Regions from separate parts of the Mus musculus genome. Here region 2 is linked to region 1. A link is a contact called in public HiChIP or PLAC-seq data. All regions are on one chromosome and are shown on one strand. The core of a region is the stretch at or near the end of the contact, and the rest is flanking DNA. Distances in the headings are between cores, read along the strand shown.

Region 1 (6,297 bases), core at 1,788-4,287:
ACATCAGCAGTCTCAGAGAGAATGTTTCTTTCCTTTCCTTTCCTTTCCTTTCCTTTCCTTTCCTTTCCTTTCCTTTCCTTTCCTTTCCTTTCCTTTCCTTTCCTTTCCTTTCCTTCCCTTCCCTTCCCTTCCCTTCCCTTCCCTTCCCTTCCCTTCCCTTCTCTTTTCTTTTCTTTTAACTTGTTTCTTTTTTAAAGCTTTTTTTTAAAAGACTTATTTATTATACATAAGTACACTGTAGCTGTCTTCACACACACCAGAAGAGGGCATCAGATCTCATTACAGATGGTTGTAAGCCATCATGTGGTTGCCAGAATTTGAACTCATGACCTTTGGAAAAGCAGTCAGTACTCTTAATCGCCGAGCCATATCTCCAGCCCCAGACAGAATGTTTCTTCGCCAAACTTATAGTCACTCTTTTCTGTATTTCCTGAAATTTAAAATTTTCTCAAAGTGTGCATTTCAAATCCCTGTGAAATGTTGTATACCACATGTGGCCCTCCATCTCTTTTCCTTTTTTTTCCCCCAGAGGAGGCCCTTCCATATTCTAAACCTCATAAAGAGACTCTGTCTCACCCCTCCCCCCAAAAAAAAAGAGACGCCACAACCATTTGTTTCTCTTAGTAGTCCATATCTATTAGTGTGGCTGGAACTTTTTTCCTCAGAAAGATGAGAACATGTGCTTTCCTTCTAAGGTCTCAACAACAAGCCAGAGTCTAGTTCCACCAAAGTCCACCCTTTGGAACTAATGAGATTATTTTCACATGTGGAGCCTGGATAAGGGATTCCTCACAGGAACACATGTGAGCCTAAAACAGCTGCATTGGAAAACCTTTACCCAGCACGGGAGCTGGCTTCCTTATGCTGGCCTATAGCGCTGTTCACCTAGTCATCCTCAGCCTATGCACTCTAGTCTCTCCCCAAGACCGGGAAGTGATACGTAATTAGGGAAGAGCTGAATACAAGTGGATGAGAGGAACAGTTGGGATGTCAGGTGAGGGAATGACCCTCCTGTCTCCTCCTCATAGGAACAAATGTCAATAGCTCACTGGACCAATGATAGTGGATTCTTCCAAGTCGGCACAGTGACTGTAGAGATGGTGGCAAGTTCATGCAGAGGTCAGTGCCATACAACAGATAGGCATTTTGCTATACACTGTGAACACCACTTTGTAAAATGAGAGGGTGCATGAACAAGAAGATTGATGAATAGAAAGTCAGGGCAAACAAAACAAAACAAAACAAACCCAAAACAAAAAAACAGTTATCCTGTGGACTCCTTGTCAATGTATAAACTGTCACCATAGTTTATTTTCTAGCCTGTTACATAACATTGTGTTCTCTATTTCAGCTGAGTGCTATCCATTGAGAATAGCTCTGCAATGTTCAAGAAACATTAACTTTGAACCTCTTAGGAAGATATTCACGGTAAAGAAGAGATTATTATTGCCCTTTAGCATGGAAACAAGTTTCCCAGGGATGTGCCTTGTTTACCCTGTGACTTCAGAAACAATTTCCCCACATATAATGACTCAACAGACCTGAGACACTTTGAAGGTGGTCTACAAAAGAAGAGCTGCCATAAATATTTTATCAGAAGACTTAAGTTTCAAAGGAAAAGATCGAAGGTAATCTTTCCTGGTGACTTTAGGAAGTCAGTAGCATTGAGAAGTGTTCATAGTTTAAGAACCATTGATCCACAAAAGAGTAGGAAGACAAAGGCAGTGTCATAGGGCATTTGACTTGGACAATTCAGAGTGAAGTACCTGCTCTTGAATTAACTCTTAGGCCTTAGGAAAGTCATGTCTATTCTCAGTACATCACTGTTGCTTTGCTGGAGTGACTGCACCATCTCTATGTTCTTCTTCACATTGTAGTTATAAATGTACTAAATTTTATATCTCTTTACTGCACTCAATTCTGAACTGATATATCACTAAAGTGACATTGGTCCCTTGGTGCCTCATTCATAGGACAACTTTCAGAATATTTGATGCTGCTGCCCAGGGAAGAATTTGCCATTTATTGAGGTATGACAATGTGCCAGCCATTGCATAATCAGCAAATGAAAAAAATGAATGCCTTAGAATCACTTCTTCCAAGTCCACTTAGGAACAACCCTGGAACAGGAAAAAACAAACCTTCAAAAGTTAATTCCTTTTAACTTAAAGTGGTCACCAGAGTAGAAAAGAATTCAAAGCAGAACCCATTCAAAGCAAATGAATTTAGAGCTGCATTCAGGAGAAGCTGAATGCACTATAATGGCACTATAATGACCAAACGGAAACGAAGGGTCGAGTTAAGGAACTGAGCAAAGAGAGAGCTGCAGTGACTCCACCACTGGAGGACTTTTAATGAGCTGGCACTGTGAATGCCCCTGTTAAGTTTCTCTCATCAGTCTTCCATTTCATAGTAGCCCGTCATATACAGAAACCATGAATATGTGCAGGCAATCTATAAAGAGCGGCTCATGCTGGATGCCACGAGACATGCAAGGCACCAGCAGTGCAATCCCAGCTTCTAAGTCTCTCTTGATTTAGAAGATGATTCAACTTAGGCAATATTTAAAGGTAATGGATACTACTTTAAAAATGTTAAAAAGTATTTTAAAATTCTGTTTAATTGGATTTTATTTGCATTGGCATTTTACCTACATGTATGTCTGTTCATCATTTGCATGACTTGTGCCTAAGGAGACCAGAAAAGGGTGTTGGACCTGCTGGGACTGGAGTTATAGATGGTTTGGGGTGTGGGTGTTGGGTTCTGAACCCAGGTACTCGCTACAGCAGCAATTTGTCTTGACTGCTGAGTCATCTCTGCAGGCTCTCCAAATATTACTTATTATTATTTTTTAATGGGAAGAGGTTAAGACTGAAAAAGAAGACATATATTGACACTGTATGAAAACCAGAGAGTTAGGATAGAACTACTACAACTCAGGAAAGAAAATTGGCAAGCAAGGAAGGCCTCTTATGCCTGATCGTCACGCCTCAGAGTCTATTGCCCTTGTGTCACTAGCATGTCGTCTCAGCCCCACTTCCCTTTATTTCTGTTTGCAGTTCTCTCTGTGATGATGGAATTACCAGATCTCTGGAGAACTAGTCTCATCTTCTGCTAAAACACGAGCCTTAAACACATATAAAGGAGCAAGAGGGGACAAAAGACTTTCTTGTGGAAAAGTCTGAAAAATGAAACCAAGCCTCTAGAGAAGAGAAAGCAAGTATAAGAGTTGCACTAAGGAAGACACTGAACAGTCTTACTCTCCAGGGGCAACAGGAAGCAGGTTTTCTTTGTGGTTTTCAGGGGAAAGAAAAATGTTTTCTAGTGCCCATATTTCTTTCATGTACATGCAAATGCGTGTGTGCCCTATGTGTATGTGTTAGGGTAGGGGCACTTGTGAGTAGAGTAAGGCCCAAGAAAGATATCAGGTTTCCTGCTCTATCAATATGTGCCTTATTCTCTGAAACAGTGTTCTGGTTTTGTTTCTTTGTTTTGCTGTCTGTTTCTATGCGTATGTGTTTACGATGTGTATACATGTGGGTATGCATTTACACCATGTTTGTGGGCTCATACATGTGCAGCTGTGTGCATATGTGTGTAGGTCTGAGGTTGATGTGGGAATAACCATCAATCATTCTTACACCTTATTCTTTGAGGCAGAAGCTTTAAATCAACAAAAGCTAGCTTATAAGGATAGTTTTACTTGCTGGATTGCTCCAGGAATCCTGTCATTCTCAGCTTTCTATACTACAATAACATGTGGGTTGCCATGTCCTCCTGACATTTAGGTGGGTTTTGGGGATCTGAACTTAGGTTTTTTTGACTTCTTGTAAGAGCTTTGACTGCTATAGCCATCTCTCCAGCTCCAAAGAGGGCTGATCACTGAACCTGCCACTAGTCTAGAGGCTATCAAGCCCCACTGATAGTCCTGCTTCCACACCCCCATGGTGCGGTAGCTATACACAATCTTTAATGAGCATCCCACCAGTGAATGGGGCTTCTCTATTAAAGTATTTGTGTCTTCATAAAGTGGACTGGAATGGGATCTTGGGGTCATAGTGAACACTTACAAGTTTAAGAAAAATAGTGAAACAGAGGGTTTAGAAATTGAAAGAATTAGATTTGTAGCTGGAGAGATGGGTCAGTTGTAAAGTGTTCATCTTACCAGCATAAGAATCCGACTTTGAATACACAAAATGACCTTTCTATACATATGGCTGCATAATTTGACTTTTCTTGTGTGTTTTTTTCATACGAGTACTAGAAATTGAACACAGGCCTTCCTGCTTGCACAGTGTCTTAAGGTTTTATTGCTGTGGAGAAGCACCATGACCAAGGCAACTCTTACACAGGAAAACATTTAATTGGAGCTGGCTTACAGGTTCAGAGGTTCTGTCCACTATTATCATGGCAGGAAGCATGGTAGCATCCAGGCAGATGTATTGCTGGAGAAGGAGCTGGGAATTTTGCACATTGATCTGAAGGCAACCAGAAGGAGAATGTCTCTTCTGCACTGTGTGGAACTTGAGCATAGGATCTTGAAGGCCACCCCCACAGTGACACACTTCCTCCAACAAGGTCACACTGTTCCAACAAGGACATACCTCTTGATAGTGTCATTGCACACAGAAAGTGGAATACTTGCTGAGCTCTCTTCCCAGACCAGGTATAATTTTCAAGACATACTATGAATCTTCTTTTTTAGTTTATCTTGAATACAAATCACGTATGTTTAAGCCAAAGGAACCTTGAGAATCTGAAATCACAGAGGGTACATATTCATTCAAGGTATTAGACTTAGTTTAGAATGATGCTGGACATGAATTTTTGATGTGCAACATCTCACCAGTTCATTAAAAGCAAGAAAAGCAAGTGACTGGTTATTTATTTATTTATTCATTTATTTATATTTTTATTTTTATATCCAAACCACTGCTCCCTCTTTCAGTCCCCCTTCAAAGAGTCCCTCCGCCCATCCCCTTCTCCTCTGAGAGTTTGGGGCCTCCCTGGGCGTCCTCCACTGTGGTATTAGGCGCATTCTCTCCCACCGAGGCCAGACAAGGCAGCCCTGTCAGGTATAGATTCCACAGAAAGGCAACAGCTTTAGGAACATCCCTACTCCAGATGTTGGAGACTCCAGATACATGGAGACAGAGCTGCACAGCTGCTACTTATGTGCTAGGGGCCTTGGTTCAGCCCATGTATGCTCTTTGGTTAATGGGTCAGTCTCTGGTTATTTGACTCTGATGGTCTTCCCTTGGAGTGAAATAGCAAAATTTCCTAAAATTCAGTATCAGAGAAGATTTTCATCTCCCTGACATCCCTTGGGTGCTCATTTCTTTTTCAAGCCATGTCTTAAAGTCTACTATAAGTCAAAGATTGATTAAATTGTGTATAGGACTATGTCACTTTTTACATTTATTTAATTTCTGACTTTTGTCATTCTGGTGAATTTTGAATTTGATCATTAAAACTATATATTCAAAAATATAATCCTCATCATAAACATTTGGGAAACATAACAGACTTCATTCTAATAATTGCATCACTCATATTATTTAATATTTTTAAGTTTTAATCCACATGAATATAGAAACACTGCTTTATGAGTATGGATCAGAGCTCACTGCAATATCCACATATCTAGTATAATGAAGTTCATTTAGTTTAATAGATATCACACAAGTGAATTTATCTCTTCATAAAGTGAAGCCTGGTCAGACTGGGATGGGATCTTGAGGTCATAAAAACAGTGAAACAGAGAGTTTTGAAATTGAGAGAATTAGATTTGGAGCTGGAGAGATGGCTCAGTTGCAGAGTGTTCATCATACAAGCATAAGGACCTGAATTTGAATACACAAAACTCACACACAAAAGCCAACCTGGCAGTACATGCCTGTACTTTTGGCACTGTAAGTAGAATAGTAGAGACTGGAGAAATCCTGGGCTACTGGCTAGCCAGCACATCCAAATTAGGAGGTTCCAGGTTCACTGAGAGGCATAGAACCTAAAGATAAGGTAGAGAGCAATTGAAGATCATATTCATTGGATCTCCCATTGCACACACAAGTGCACACATAAAGAGCTGAATGTATATATACAAGCAGGCACAGACACTCACACACACATACACACACACACTAGATAAATAGAAAGATAGATAGATAGATAGATAGATAGATAGATAGATAGATAGATAGATAGGGGGAATGTAATTAATAGCAAACCTCTTTATTTAATAATTTGCATAGGGGAATTTGTGTGTTGTCTGGAAACAATAGGGCTGGCAGAGTAACA
Region 2 (5,797 bases), core at 1,414-3,913, 1.0 Mb after region 1:
TTGCATAACCCCCTCCCCTTTTTGTTTCCTGTGCTGGAAATGGAAAAGGATGGGAATGGGGTCTTGTGCATCCTACACAAGTGTTTTGTTACTGAGCTATCCTTCAGCTCTTTCCTGTGTTTATTTCTGTAACTTGTTCTCAAACTTCCTTCTCATATGGTCTCAGATTCCAATATCTCAGAAATGTTTAACTCCTCTCCCCTGCCTGTCTAAACAGGAGCATGCCATCCATCACCTTGTAATATTAATTATCCTTTTCATTCATTTGTTACACTTACCAAGAGTTGGAAATCATTGTGTATGTATATATGTATTACACACACACACACACACACACACACACACACACATACACACATTTCCTGAACTATACCCCTAGATATCAAAAGTTTGAAAACCATTTCTTGCCCATGTTCTGAGTCCCATGAAGCAGGGACTTGGACTTATTTCTCATAGCATGAAGATGTACATCCTAGGCACTCAAAAAATAGTTGTCGAGTAAGATGATAATTTTATATTCAAAGGCTTTGTGAGACTAGAAGAAAGAAAACACTTTTTGGTGTGTGTGTTCAAGACAGGGTATAATAGCCCTGGTGTTCTGGAACTTGCTTTGTAGACTATACTGGCTTTGAACACAGAGATCCACCTGCCTTTGCCTCTCGAATGTTTGGATTAAAGTTGTGTACCACCATGCCTGGCAAGAAAACATTTTAAAATTATTTTTTATTTTTATTTATTTTATATGTAAGTACACTGAAGCTGTCTTCAGGCACCCCAGAAGGAGGGCATTAGATCTCATTATGGATGGTTGTGAGCCACCATGTGGTTGCTGGGATTTGAACTCAGGACCTTCGGAAGAGCAGTCAGTGCTCCCAACCGCTGAGCCACTTCTCCAGCCCAAGAAAACATTTTTTAAATTTGGGAAAGGTAGCCATATGAGGTGGCTTACACCTATAATCCTGACAACCCAGAACTGAGGCAGGGGATTGCACAAAGTTTGGGACCAACCTGGGTTACGTAGTGAGGTCTAGGCCATTCTAGATTGCAGAGTGAGACTCTTGTGTTGAGACAAAAGGAAGAGAAACTGAGGCTCTAAGAGACTTTGTAGCTATGGATCCAAAGCAAAAGACCTGGCAGCTGGGACTGAGGCATCTCCTAGTGTGGTTCTCTTCGCTCACGGCTGGCTTTTCTTTCTGTTCAAATAGGGTTTCATTATTTAGTCGAGGCTACTTCTTCAATGCTGGCATCACAGACTAATGCAATCTTTCCAGCTTTTGTCGTTGGTTGTTGCTGAGAACAGGGTCATTTTTTGCAGCTTCTGTTAGCCTCAAATTCACTCTTTCTGCTCTGTCATAATCATATTTTCCTAAAGACATCATTACTGTTTTGAAAGGCATGATGGTACATACCTTTAGTCTCAGCACTTAGAGACAGGGGCAGGATTTCTCAGGATCTCTTTTGAGAGTTCCAGACCAGTCAGAACGGCATAGAGAAAGCCAGTTTCAGAAAGTCAGCCAACCAACAGACCAAAATAAACCTATACAATACAAAAATTGACTTTCCAGAAAGTTTAAAAGTCTACTACATTAATGAAATAGAAATGACATCAGTTATGTATAGACCTACATTGCTCTTGTTTATATATTTTTGTGTACACTGCTCTTTTAAAGTGGCAGTAAGTTGTCTTTACTTTTTTGTTTAGGAGCCAGCTATTCTTCTGTCCCCATCCCATCCCCTTTTCTTCCTTTCCTCCCTCTGCCCTCCCTCTCTCTCTTTTTAAGGCAAGGTCATGTGAATCCAGGGACAGCTCAGACTTTCTATGAAGCCAGTGTTGACTTTGAGTTTCTGATCCTCCTGCCTCCTGCCTGTGAGTTTTGGCATTGGAGGCATAGACCACCATGCACAGCTTTATAATTTCTAAATCATGAATATACTGATTTTGGAAAAAACTGAATGCCCTTGGAATGACTGTCCCCCACTCTCTGAAGGAGACTTATCTCTTTGGTTGCCTCAGGGTTGGGTTGGGGTACTAAGTTCCATGTTGACCATGGTTCCCAATCTCCCTTAGTTAATGTGCCTTGCTGAAGCCTTTTGGAACCCCCTCCCCATTGCTGTGCAGGAGATTCCAAGACAGGGCCCAGATCAAGGAATGCCAGTGACTGTTTCAGTGGTAGATGGTGGCAGCACTAATTTGCATCTGCTGTAACAAGCTGGTGTTGAAATGGGCTGGCAGAATGCCAAGGAAGCCAAGGTCAGCATACTTCGAAATAACAAATGAGTCATGCAACCCAGGATTGCGCGTCCCTGTAGGAATGACTACTTGACTCTTCTTCCGTCGGAACAGTTCCCCGGGCCAGCATGTGTAAAGGGAGGTGAAAGCCGCAGCAGCCTCTTGCTAGAGAGACAATAATGGAGGAGGAGAAAAATTAAAGTGGAAAGTCACATTTAAAGTCACTTCAGAGAAAACCATCGTGAGTTGTAGAAGACAGCTTTCTGAACTGCCAGAAAACAAGCCAAGAAATCGAGGAGACCCAAACCTCAGGGCGGTTAGACCACAGACCTGAGCTCAAATTCTCACATGGCACTTTCCATCTGTGCCCTCCGAGGCTTCTCACCCTTCCCAGACTCGAGCTTCATGGCTGTGCACTGTAGATAGTGACAGTTTTTCCGTTCAGTCAACATTGTTACTCAGGCTGCCAGGCATTGATGTAGACGATGTGGGGGTGTAGTGACAGATGGGTCCTTATTCTTGTAGAGCTTGCTTTCTGGTAGCAGAAGCAGATGGTGAAAAAGAAAATAACAGAACATGGTAAGTGCCACACTGAAGGAAAACAGAGAAGTTGCTGGTAGTGCCTGGGGAATCCCTTCCTGTCCTACCCCGCAGGGACTGTGCAGAGAAAAAAAAATTTATTTTTTTGTTCAGTGAGGAGTGAGTATGCTGGGGGTTGAACCTAGTGCTTTAAACATTTTAAGCAAGTTTCATTTCAAGCCTGAGACAGGATGCTACTTGTGTAGCTCATGCTTGAACTCATGGCAATCCTTCTGCCTCAGCCTTGCAAGTGCCTGGATTACATACAGGTGTGCCTCACCATGCCCAAGCAAGAACATTCTGGAGTCTTCTCTCCTGCTCTTTTCCTTTCAGCCCTACCCCACCCCTAGAAGCTGCTTCCGAACTGACTCTGAGTTTTGTTCTTTGGTGGTGTAGGCCTCATAACTCTAGTTGCTCCATTAAGAGGCTAAGAGGAATTTAAGGCCACAGAAGGAATTTAAGGCCAGCCTGGGCATGATTTAGATTTGGTTTCAAAGAAAACCAGTAAACAGAGAGGCGGAGATGTAGCTTAAGAGGTAAGATGATCCTGGGTTCCACATTTAGTACTGCCACCATCACCAGAAAACGGTATTACACAATACACTTTAGTGCAGCAGTGTTTTTGAGATTCAAACGTGTGGCTGCATTCACCAGTAGCCACTTTCTGTTTTTCGTGGAGGGGGCAAATTGAGACAGTCTTGGAATCTCGTTGGTCTTCCAACAGCCTTTGTAGCCACGATAACCTTGAACTCCTGGTCCTGCTGCTTTCACCTGCTGAGTGATGCTCGACAGGTTATATGCCACCCCACTGATTTCTGTGTCCCTGCACTTTAAGAAGGAGGTGCCACAAGGTAGTTTCAGGTGCCAGAGCTGAGTTCTGGTATTGGTTTTGGCCCCTTGCTCTTTGCCAGCTATGTAAACTCAGGCCAGTGAAACCCTTCTCTATCATTGAATTATTCACCTGGCCTTCCTGTGGGTTGTTCGGAAAATAAGATGATTTAGACCAGAGTTGTCTTGAAAAAAATTAAATGCTCTCCTTGGTAGTTAAGCAAGATTAAAAGACAAACTATTTTCTTTCTTTCTTCCTTTTTTTTTTTTTTTTTTTTGGTTTTTCGAGACAGGGTTTCTCTGTATAGCCCTGGCTGACCTGGAACTCACTTTGTAGACCAGGCTGACCTTGAACTCAGAAATCCGCCTGCCTCTGCCTCCCAAGTGCTGGGAATAAAGGCGTGCGGCACCACCGCCTGGCAACAAACTATTTTCTTTATGCTGGTGTTTTGCTTGCATGTATGTCTGCATCATATGCATGCTGAGTAGTCATGGAGGCCAGAAGAGTATCATCTCTTGGGACTGGAGTTATAGATGGTTGTGATTTCCATTTGGGTCCTGTGAATTGAACCTCTGTCCTGTAAGAACAAGTACTCTGAACCTCCCAGCCATATTTCCAGCTCCCAGTAGCGAGTTTTAAAAAATCCTCTTAGTGTACTGACTGGGCATGTTAGCTCATGCCTTTAATCCCCCAAATTAGAATGCAGCAGACCCATCTCTGTGAGTTCAAAGCCAGCCTGGTTTATACAGCCAATTATAGGCCAGCCAGGGTTATATGGTGAGACCCTCTCTCACAAGAAAATCACCTTTATAATGAACTCAAAAAAACCATCACACAGCTGGATCGTGGTAGCTACTCAAACACCTACGAAGTCTCGAACTCTGTGAATCCCAGGGACCGTCTATATAGTTAGGAAGGTCATTCTGAAGGTTTAGGTGTTCACTATCAATGGCATTTTTAGGGATTTTACCACAAGGGAAAAAAGTAAAAGGAAAGTCAGAAAGGAAAGAAGGAAGGAAGAAAGAAGAAGAGGAGGAAGAGGAAGATGAAGAAGGAAGAAGAGGAGGAGGAGAAGACCCAACAGAGTTGAAATTAGAAAACGTGTGCTTTTACACCCTCTTCCACCTCTCTGCTACTGTTGTTTGTGTTTCATCCATCTTCACTGTCTGATAGTGCCTTTTATTAGTTTTTCTTCTTTCATCAAAAAATTACTTTGGCAGAGGCAGGCAGATTTCTGAGTTCGAGGCCAGCCTGGTCTACAGAGTGAGTTCCAGGACAGCCAGGGCTACACAGAGAAACCCTGTCTCGAAAAACCAAAAAAAAAAAAAAAAAAAAAATTAGTTTGGAACTTTTGAATTTTGAATAGAACAAGATTTTCATTATTCTTTTTTATTAAAATTTTATTTTTTGTGTTTATAAGAGGAAAGGTTTGAGAGTAAGGAATGTGTGGGGAGAGGGGAGGAAGCATCCTTCCAACCATGGTGGCGTGAAGGAGCCCTTGGCAGCAAACTTGCAGAAGGTGTAAGGATGAGACTCAGAGGACGGTGGGCGAGGCATTGAGTCAAAATGTCACTGAGCCTTAGAAGTTGGAGAAGGGCCATGGGATGCAGGGCTAGGGGTGGTTGAACGGGGGCTGATGGTGTTGAAGACAAATCCTGTCATAGAGCTTTAGGCAGAAAGCTGGCGTAGGCAGTTGGGAATGTGGGCTGCAAGATCTGTTTCACAGGTTGGGCTGGTTATGTGGGTTTCTTGAGAATGTGAGCTTCCAAAGCAACCACGGGGGAGGCTTGACTCTACCCATCCCATTGCCCTGGTGCCTAAACATCAGGTGGAGGATGGAGGTAGCCCATCAGTCTATCTGTGTAAACTCTGTCTAATACAGCTTATATAAAGATTATATATATATATAGCTTAGATATGTAGTGACTGGTAGTGACTGGGTGCTAGCCAGCCAGTTGGGTGAGGTGTTCACAGAGTTGAACACTCAGCTGGAATCCCAGCACTTGGGAGGCAGAGGCAGGCGGATTTCTGAGTTCGAGGCCAGCCTGGTCTACAGGGTGAGTTCCAGGACAGCCAGGGCTGCACAGAGAAACCCTGTCTCGAAAAAAACAAAACAAACAAAAAAGAGAAAGAAAGAAAGAAAGAAAGAAAGAAAGGAA

What was found. HiChIP or PLAC-seq counts read pairs in DNA pulled down with a chosen protein or histone mark.
Region 2: an H3K27ac HiChIP or PLAC-seq map of large pre-B cells shows a contact between it and region 1, with 5 times the contacts expected there. The contact joins two enhancer-like sites.

Annotation. Positions count from the first base shown.
Region 1 is chr17:52,588,689-52,594,985 of GRCm38.p6, forward strand. It overlaps Gm27217 (predicted gene 27217), which reads right to left. Exons shown (of 2, transcript NR_155517.1): 2 at 4,293-4,756. Among named protein-coding and RNA genes, the nearest start is that of Gm27217, 11 kb to the right of the region's middle. Within about 2 kb of position 3,038, at least 41 of the 459 cell types and tissues checked have an H3K27ac peak or open chromatin away from gene starts, as enhancers often do.
Region 2 is chr17:53,585,003-53,590,799 of GRCm38.p6, forward strand. The region is part of intron 1 of Kat2b (K(lysine) acetyltransferase 2B); the gene reads left to right. Among named protein-coding and RNA genes, the nearest start is that of Kat2b, 21 kb to the left of the region's middle. Within about 2 kb of position 2,664, at least 316 of the 459 cell types and tissues checked have an H3K27ac peak or open chromatin away from gene starts, as enhancers often do.